Regions from separate parts of the Sus scrofa genome. Here region 1 is linked to region 2. A link is a contact called in public Hi-C data. All regions are on one chromosome and are shown on one strand. Each heading gives the region's core, a stretch centred on a gene start, on an enhancer-like site or on the middle of the called end of the contact. The rest is flanking DNA. Distances are from core to core; before and after follow the strand shown.

Region 1 (3,731 bases), core at 788-3,287, 35 kb before region 2:
CCGATTCCCATACACTTAGAGAGATGCCACTTGTTCCAGGCAGGCCGCCAAGACCGCACCACTGCCGCCTCGCCGACAGACAGCTCGCGCTCCGCTCGCTCGCCCGATCCTCGAGGGCGCAGAGCCCAGAGCCGTCAGCCGCGCTCGCCGCACCCAGCATGCTCCGCGGACCGAGCGCCTCAGCAGGAGGACCCACCGCCCGCACCTAGAGCCCCGGACGCGGCCCTTTACCCAAGGTGCCTCGGGCGCTCATTTGCATGGCCCACAGACATGTGAAGCCGACAGATCGCCGCGGTCTAGCGATCGTGGCACCAAACGTGCGAGCTTCGTGAGTGGGTCCGCGACGTCAAATATCTCTAAATGTCCCGCGGTCGCCGGGAAGAGGCGCAGCTTGGTCACCGTAAGTGTGATAGCAGAGATATCGCCGTGCCTTATATAGCCTGTGGACAGAGGCTGAATCGTGCTCGCTTCGGCAGCACATATACTAAAATTGGAACGATACAGAGAAGATTAGCATGGCCCCTGCGCAAGGATGACACGCAAATTCGTGAAGCGTTCCATATTTTGCGCCCTGCCCCCTTTGCTGGGGAGAGGTGGGGTTTTGAGATTAGTTTAAGAGACCTGCTCTCCTTTTGCGCCTTGAGGACTCTGGCGAGACTCTTCCACCGCAGTCTAGCTCGACTGCTACCCTGGCATTTCCATGGCCCACCGGTCATGTTTCTATAAGTTACTTGGGTAATCGTAGTGTCTGTAGTCGAATGCTTGTTTTCATTGGTTAAAAAAATCTGCTTTTGGTTTGGGTAATGAACTTTCAAATTTCCTGTGACGGAATCCACCCGATTTAGGTAAAGAGGCATTTTGAGTGCCCCTTAGAAGCCAAATAAGAACAGGCCCACAAGATCTGTCTCAGACTACGGAAAGCAGATACGAATGAGCTTGCTGCGTCAGTTTTTAACTGAATCTGGAGCTCTAGGATCCACATGCACTGGCCAGCGTTGATCTGATCCGATAACAGTCGCTGCTTTGGTCCAGCTCACAATCTGAGCGAGAATTTACGCACTCTAGTCCAACACGACCAAGGAATGTAACAAAGTAGGTCCCAGAAATGTGCGCTAATGTTCTTTACTTCCTTTAGCAGGATTCAGTAACTTAGCGATAATTCAGTAATTTAATAATTTAGAAATGATTTGTTGAGGACTCATCCAGTAATTCATGTCAGGCAGTCTTGAACAAGAGGCGAACCCACTTGGGTCTCTTGCTTTTGTATGGTTGGAGGAGATAAGACCATGAATAAGTCGATTTCAGAACTTTTAAGTTCTATGAAAGGGATGCAAGTTGATATTTCCCTCATTTCCGAGATGTGAAAAGAAGGCATATTTGGACATAAATTTCCATGTGCAACTCAGCTTCATTCTCATTTAATAAATTGCCTCATATGAATATTTTTATAGTGAAAATAAATCACAATTTCAGTATTGAGTGCCAGACGTTTTGCTTTTGACTCACGGTGTTTCCTTTGGACATTAATTTCCAGATGTAACTCAGCTTCATTCTCATTTCATAGATTGCATTATACGAACACTTTTATACTGAAAATAAATCACAATTTCAGGACTGAGTGCCAGACGTGCTTTTGGAGCTTTCAAAAGGCTAAGGCTGTTTAGACCGCGCAAAATATGGAACGCTTCACGAATTTGCGTGTCATCCTTGCGCAGGGGCCATGCTAATCTTCTCTGTATCGTTCCAATTTTAGTATATGTGCTGCCGAAGCGAGCACGATTCAGCCTCTGTCCACAGGCTATATAAGGCACGGCGATATCTCTGCTATCACACTTACGGTGACCAAGCTGCGCCTCTTCCCGGCGACCGCGGGACATTTAGAGATATTTGACGTCGCGGACCCACTCACGAAGCTCGCACGTTTGGTGCCACGATCGCTAGACCGCGGCGATCTGTCGGCTTCACATGTCTGTGGGCCATGCAAATGAGCGCCCGAGGCACCTTGGGTAAAGGGCCGCGTCCGGGGCTCTAGGTGCGGGCGGTGGGTCCTCCTGCTGAGGCGCTCGGTCCGCGGAGCATGCTGGGTGCGGCGAGCGCGGCTGACGGCTCTGGGCTCTGCGCCCTCGAGGATCGGGCGAGCGAGCGGAGCGCGAGCTGTCTGTCGGCGAGGCGGCAGCGGTATAAAGCGGGCCGCCTCACTCACTTCGTTTCTCACTTAAACTTCCTTTGATGAGAATTTGGGGGAAAAAAAAGTAATCACCCAGCCATTACACATCTAGAAAAGTTAAGGTAATTCTTGAATATTCCATAATATGCACTCTGTGGGTTCTGTAAGGCTCTGTAAGGTTTGCGGAGGGAGGAACTGCATACAGCCAAGTAAGTAAAGCAAGAGAGGCTTCTGAAACGTATGGGCTGAGCTCAGGATGGCCTCAGCAGCGACCGTGAGGCTTTCGGCTTATAAAGGCCTGGTGGCAGGAAGAAGGGGCGGGGATGTGGCAAAGGACTTTATTTCAGACTTGACTTAGTTGAAGTCAAATGAGTGAATGCAACCATTCTGTCAAGGACAGGGATTGACGTTAGCAGGAAATAAGTCATCCCTGGTCAGCCGCTTTTCTTTCGTTCTTGTCCAGTGTTGCTCAATCGCAAGAGTCACATCTGCCAACACCCTAGGAACCTATCACGTTCAAATTTCCTTGATTGTTTGAAAGATGCCTTTTATTGTTGGTTTGTTATAGAGATCTAGACTGGTTTGTGTCTTCACTGCTATGAGGCTCTTAGAAAGCCACTTAATGGAGGTCTCTAAACCCCACCTCCCTCACAGTCAAGGTTCTGTCTTTCCACATTGTATTTGGTTGCTGAGCCTCTTAAGTCTCAATTCCCTTAACGCCTCCCTCCCCACCCTCTTTCTCTTTATGCTATTGATTTATTGGGGAAACCAGATATTTGCACCGGGGAACGTCACGATTCTTGCTTTTGGCTCATTTATGACTGATGATCTCGTTTCTCTATCCACCATGTTTCTTGAAAATTTATAGTTAAATGTAAAGTATAATTAGACCCTTCTCAATTTTTTTTATTTTTGGTTAAGGCGTATACTTTCTATGGCATCTCAATGCAGGTAATATCTGGCTGAACCAGTGGGTTCAGGCGAGGTCAGCAGCCTGACCCCTCCATTATAAAGTTTCCCTGTACATCTTTCACTTAGTGATTTTAGAATATACTGATGGATCTTTTGGCCAGGTAGAGGGTCTGGGTCTCTGTTTGTTGGTTTGTTTTTAACCCTTGGATCATGGAGCTTTAAGGATGTAAACCCAAGGCCCTTGGTGTCCAAGTTCTGTACCCCAAGGAAGAAAATTGAGAGAGAAACACCAGAAAAAGAAATGAAGGAAGACTGTCTGATTTCCTTTGAGTTTCTGGATCATTCAATCCTTTCCATAGTTTAGTTACATGAGCTAACAAATTCCCTTTCTTAGGCTAGATTGGAGCCCAGTTTCTGTGTCCTCACTAGTATGAGGCTGTTATGGAGCCACTTAATTGGTCTCTAGGCCTCACCTCCCTCACTCATTAGGCTCTCCTTTAGCTATACTTTTTTTTTTTTTTTTTTTAATGTATAATCAGTTGGATAAGAAAAATAGCTCCACCCACCCTCATCACTATTGAATTCAGCCTGTTTCTTTTCTGGATATTTTCTGAAAGGCTGTACATTTATTGAAACCCTTATCCAGGAGGAC
Region 2 (4,031 bases), core at 1,517-4,016:
TGTGAACAATTTGCTTTACTTTCAGAGAATTCAAAGCTTGGCCATGTGCATGGAGAGGGGGATGGATAGGGCCTGCAAATGGGCAAAAGCTTTTTTTAGAAAACTGAAATTCCAAACACGCCAGGAAGCAGATTAAAGGCTACTAAAATATAAACGACTGATAAGTCTTATCTGACAACAGAGTTTTGATTAAAGGAACTAGACTTAAGTGTAACAGGGAACAAAATTGGGTTAGAGATGGACTATAGAGGGAATGGAAGAGAGATACATCCTTCCTTCCTTTTGTTCATCTAGCAAGTGTTTATTGTTGAGCTGCTATTCAGTGACAGCTTCTGTTCTACGTACTGGGTGTGAAATAACACTAGGTATAAATAGAGTCCCTGCCCTCATGGAGCTTGTATTCTTTACAGTTGCCAAGAGGGACCATAGCTCAGTCCTCCATATTTTTAAAGTGTGGTTTGTTTACAGGAAGAATATGATTTGAGGACATGGAAAGTACCCACTGCTCAAAATTGTGTTTGCTCCAACTGGTCTTTCCTGAAATTTCCAAACCAACACCCCTGGTTCAACAAAGATCTGTTTTCTGAGAGGAGTAATAATGAAGTCAGATACTTTGGCCCCACACTTACTGTCTGGTGAAATGAACAACCTGATAAGACCTGGAGGAATGGGGATAACTCTGGCACCGGCAAGTTGTGACCTGAGGTAAAGCCAGGGTTTCCTCATCAGCGGAAGCAGCTATATTAGTTCCTCTGTCAGATCCTTTCTAGCTCTACCGTTCTGTTTTGCATGGCAAATAGCATTCAGGAAAGAACAGGGCACGGAGCATCCCCAGGAACCTGGATACTTGTTTGGGGAGGAGGGCAGAACCAGATTAGACTCTGAAAACAAAGGAGGAGAGCCTGGAGAAGGAGCATGATTTGGCAGTCAAGTCTGGGCTATTTAAAAAATGTTTCTAGAGCATATATTCCTGGGTCCAATTTCTAAAGAAGGCAGGGTGGTAGAACAGATACGATTGTTGCAGACTTTTTTTGGACGCTCAATTACCGGTACTTTTGAGAGTTCAAAGGAGTTTTGAAAATTACCTACAAAACTCATGGTACAAACTCATGGTTGTAGATCCTATCCCTGAGCTGCAGCTTGTTGCTATAAAGAGCTTTGTGGTAAGGATTTTCTGGTTGTGTCGAGTGTTTCTCTTTAACTCTCCTGTTCAGGATGGAAATGGAGTACCACAGCCAATATTCTTTGAATCCTGGAGAGCAAGTGACCTACTTAGTTACTATTGTGCCTGAAATATTCAATTAGAATTTATTTTAGGAAATACTTTTTCAGCTTGAAACATGATTTTGCTTTTGTGAAAACACTCTTCAGTAGAGACACAAAGATTAGTTTTCTTGGCTGTTCTGACCCCATTATCCGTAGTAACTTTGGACACTATGTGACTTTTCTCCTTGGAAAAAGGCAATGTAAAATCCTTGGGCTTTTTTAGCAAAGACAGTTCATAACTATACCTTTATAAGCAGATGTGATGGAGATTAATGAAAGCTTTGATTGGGTTTAGAATTTTAAAAATGCCTGAGTTCCTTGCTAGGCTCTCTAACAGCTCTGTGATGTTGATCCTGATCTTTATAGTTTATTGGTCAGGCTTTCTTTACCCTGCACTCTTTCCCTTTGCAGAGAGTTTCAGCCTCTCTGTGAGGACTTAAGTACTGTGTAAACACGGCTGGGGTGGAATGTGTGTGGGACTTTTTATTTGCAAAATTTCTTCTCTCAAGACTTTCAAAGAAATCGTACCCAGGACCAACCCAGAGGCAGAAACCTTGGGTGGCTTTGCAGTTTTCTATGTGTGTGTTCTGCCATCTGCTGGAAAAGGATTACCAAGCTTGGAAAGCTGACTGCAGTGTGGAAGAGGGTGTGCACTCCTGGCCCCTCCATCCCTCTCCCAGGGCTGGGCAGAGTACACAGCAAAGCTTATAAGATGCCAGGATGCACTGGGTTTTCTGTTGGGGCACCTTGGCTCACAGCTAGAGTCATCTCACAGGGATTGCCCTACCAGTCTGCTGAGCTCAGGTCCACGCTGCTTTGGGAGCCTGCACCACAGTATCCTATGGCCTCATTATTCTGGGTACACAGTTTGTTGATTGGGATTGCCTTGGTGTACTTTTTACTGGTTTAAAGTGGAAACAAAACAAAACATTCAGTTCAAGTAAGGGGCAGGGTGGCTCCCTTCCTTGTGCTCTAGTATAAGAGGGCCAACTGATCTATTCAGGCAAGATATACCTCTTTTCTCTGAGATCATAATCTCCTTACTTTTTGGTGTTAAAATGTCCTTTTACAAAATGATGGTAAGAGAGGAGAGTTATCATGTTAAATGTATATTTGCATGGCAAAAGTCAAAGTTAGCAGCTGTGAGTCAGTTTTCTAATTCTTTAAAAACAAATGTGGTTTGCTACTTACTCCCTATGGTGTCACCTTTTCCTTCATGTGACAATTCAGTAGAGAACTAGGGTCAATGATCCTCCATTGTAACTTCCACATTTTCCCTAGCAAATTCTCCATAGATTTTTCTGTGCTGTGACCCACATAGAAACACAAAAATAATAGTGTGGTAGAATGAGGATAATGTCTCCTAACTGGGTCGCTGCTTTAAGAGATGGGTTTTTGTCTGTAGTACACGCTTGGCCTGGTTTCACACCCCTTTGGATCATTTTCTTCCTCTGGAGTTCTTGATGGAATGTGACCTTCCCGGCAGGATGTGTCTGTGGGACTCCCAGGGGAAGACTTAGATTTTTGGCAGCCAGATCCTCAAGGCAACTTGACAGGATGTGAAGGCCCAGCCTCCTTGTTTCTTCTGAAAGTTTCTCAGAGGCTTAGAATACTTTTGAAACATTTTGATATCTATGATTAGTTAAAAGGTTGTAGTAATTGAAGTCATGAAACTTATTTTCTTCTTTATTGAGGGTTGTACTTACAGAAGAGCATGATTTTTCCCCCAAATATTTTAAAGCCTTAATTCAAATAAAATTATAAAGAGTAAAGAAAAAAATACAAGTGGGGCTACTCTGATTGAGACAGCTTTGGTACCTGGCTCAGTGGAACCTGAATTGAAAATTGCTGGCATGGAAAACCTGAATTGAGGTTTATTTTTGAGAAGATATTTAGCTAAGAGGGCAGATAGTTGAGATCTGAGTAGGTGGAAGCTGGGAAAATAGGTTTGTACTGAAGCCAGAGCACATGGTGTCTTCATTGGAAATAGATGTTCCCAGAGAATAAACTTTTTTTTTGTATATTTATCTGTTGATAACCACTGCTTCTGAATGAGCAAGAAAACTCAGGATTGCAGGGTATGAATTTCATAGGGACACACACAGAGGCTTATGACCTAAAGGCCATGTGAAGAAGGTGGAAAAGTCCTCCCTAGTTAAATTTTCATGGGCCAGATTGTTAGAAACATGTCCAAGAAGTGATTTCATAAAACGTTTGAAACTTGGCTGAAAACCCTGGCTGATCTGTATCATCTGGTAAATATTTAGAACTTTGTGTATATTATTTTCAAGAAAAGGCAGTAAACTGTAGAAAAAAAAATTCTTTACCAAAACCAAAACGCTGCAGGACTGTTAGCTCTTGAATCTGAATCAACCCCCTCCCCTGCCCTTCCACCCCCTCCCAAGGTGTGGTGAAAAGGAAAGAGGTCTTATTTCTGATAGAATTAGGTCACTCGATCAAAATTTACTATGGTTTGCTTGTTAACTTAGCAACATCTGGACATATGATAGATTCATTTTTTATCACCTGGTCGATTTTTGTTTGTATTTTTTTTCTTATCCGAAAGAGCTTATGAGATTTCAACATTACCTGAATCTTACAATCTCAGTATGTAACTCAACAGCAATTGAAAATGTGAATTTTCCTATATAGTAGGAGAACTAGAAAGCAGAAAGTTAGCGTTCAGGAATAATACTCCCCAAAGGGCGCAATCAAACGTCAAAGCCATGTCCTAGTTTCCTCAGGTTTTAGCCGTCTGTTAATGA

What was found. A called contact is a pair of places that touch in the nucleus more often than the background predicts.
Region 1: a contact with region 2 is called in a Hi-C map of subcutaneous adipose tissue, with 1.6 times the contacts expected there. The contact joins the promoter of AKAP6 here to the enhancer-like site in region 2. A contact is called at or near these places in 11 of 47 Hi-C or Micro-C datasets (brain, embryonic fibroblasts, epiblast stem cells and 5 more) and 2 of 2 datasets of contacts at active chromatin or transcription factors (alveolar macrophages and skeletal muscle).

Annotation. Positions count from the first base shown.
Region 1 is chr7:67,460,453-67,464,183 of Sscrofa11.1, reverse strand. AKAP6 (A-kinase anchor protein 6) reads left to right here and starts at 2,037. Exons shown (of 16, transcript XM_021099874.1): 1 at 2,037-2,289.
Region 2 is chr7:67,426,351-67,430,381 of Sscrofa11.1, reverse strand. All of the region lies in intron 1 of AKAP6 (A-kinase anchor protein 6), which reads left to right. Among named protein-coding and RNA genes, the nearest start is that of AKAP6, 34 kb to the left of the region's middle. Within about 2 kb of position 2,766, at least 27 of the 83 cell types and tissues checked have an H3K27ac peak or open chromatin away from gene starts, as enhancers often do. A contact at or near this core is called in fetal skeletal muscle, retroperitoneal adipose tissue and subcutaneous adipose tissue, where this site is marked.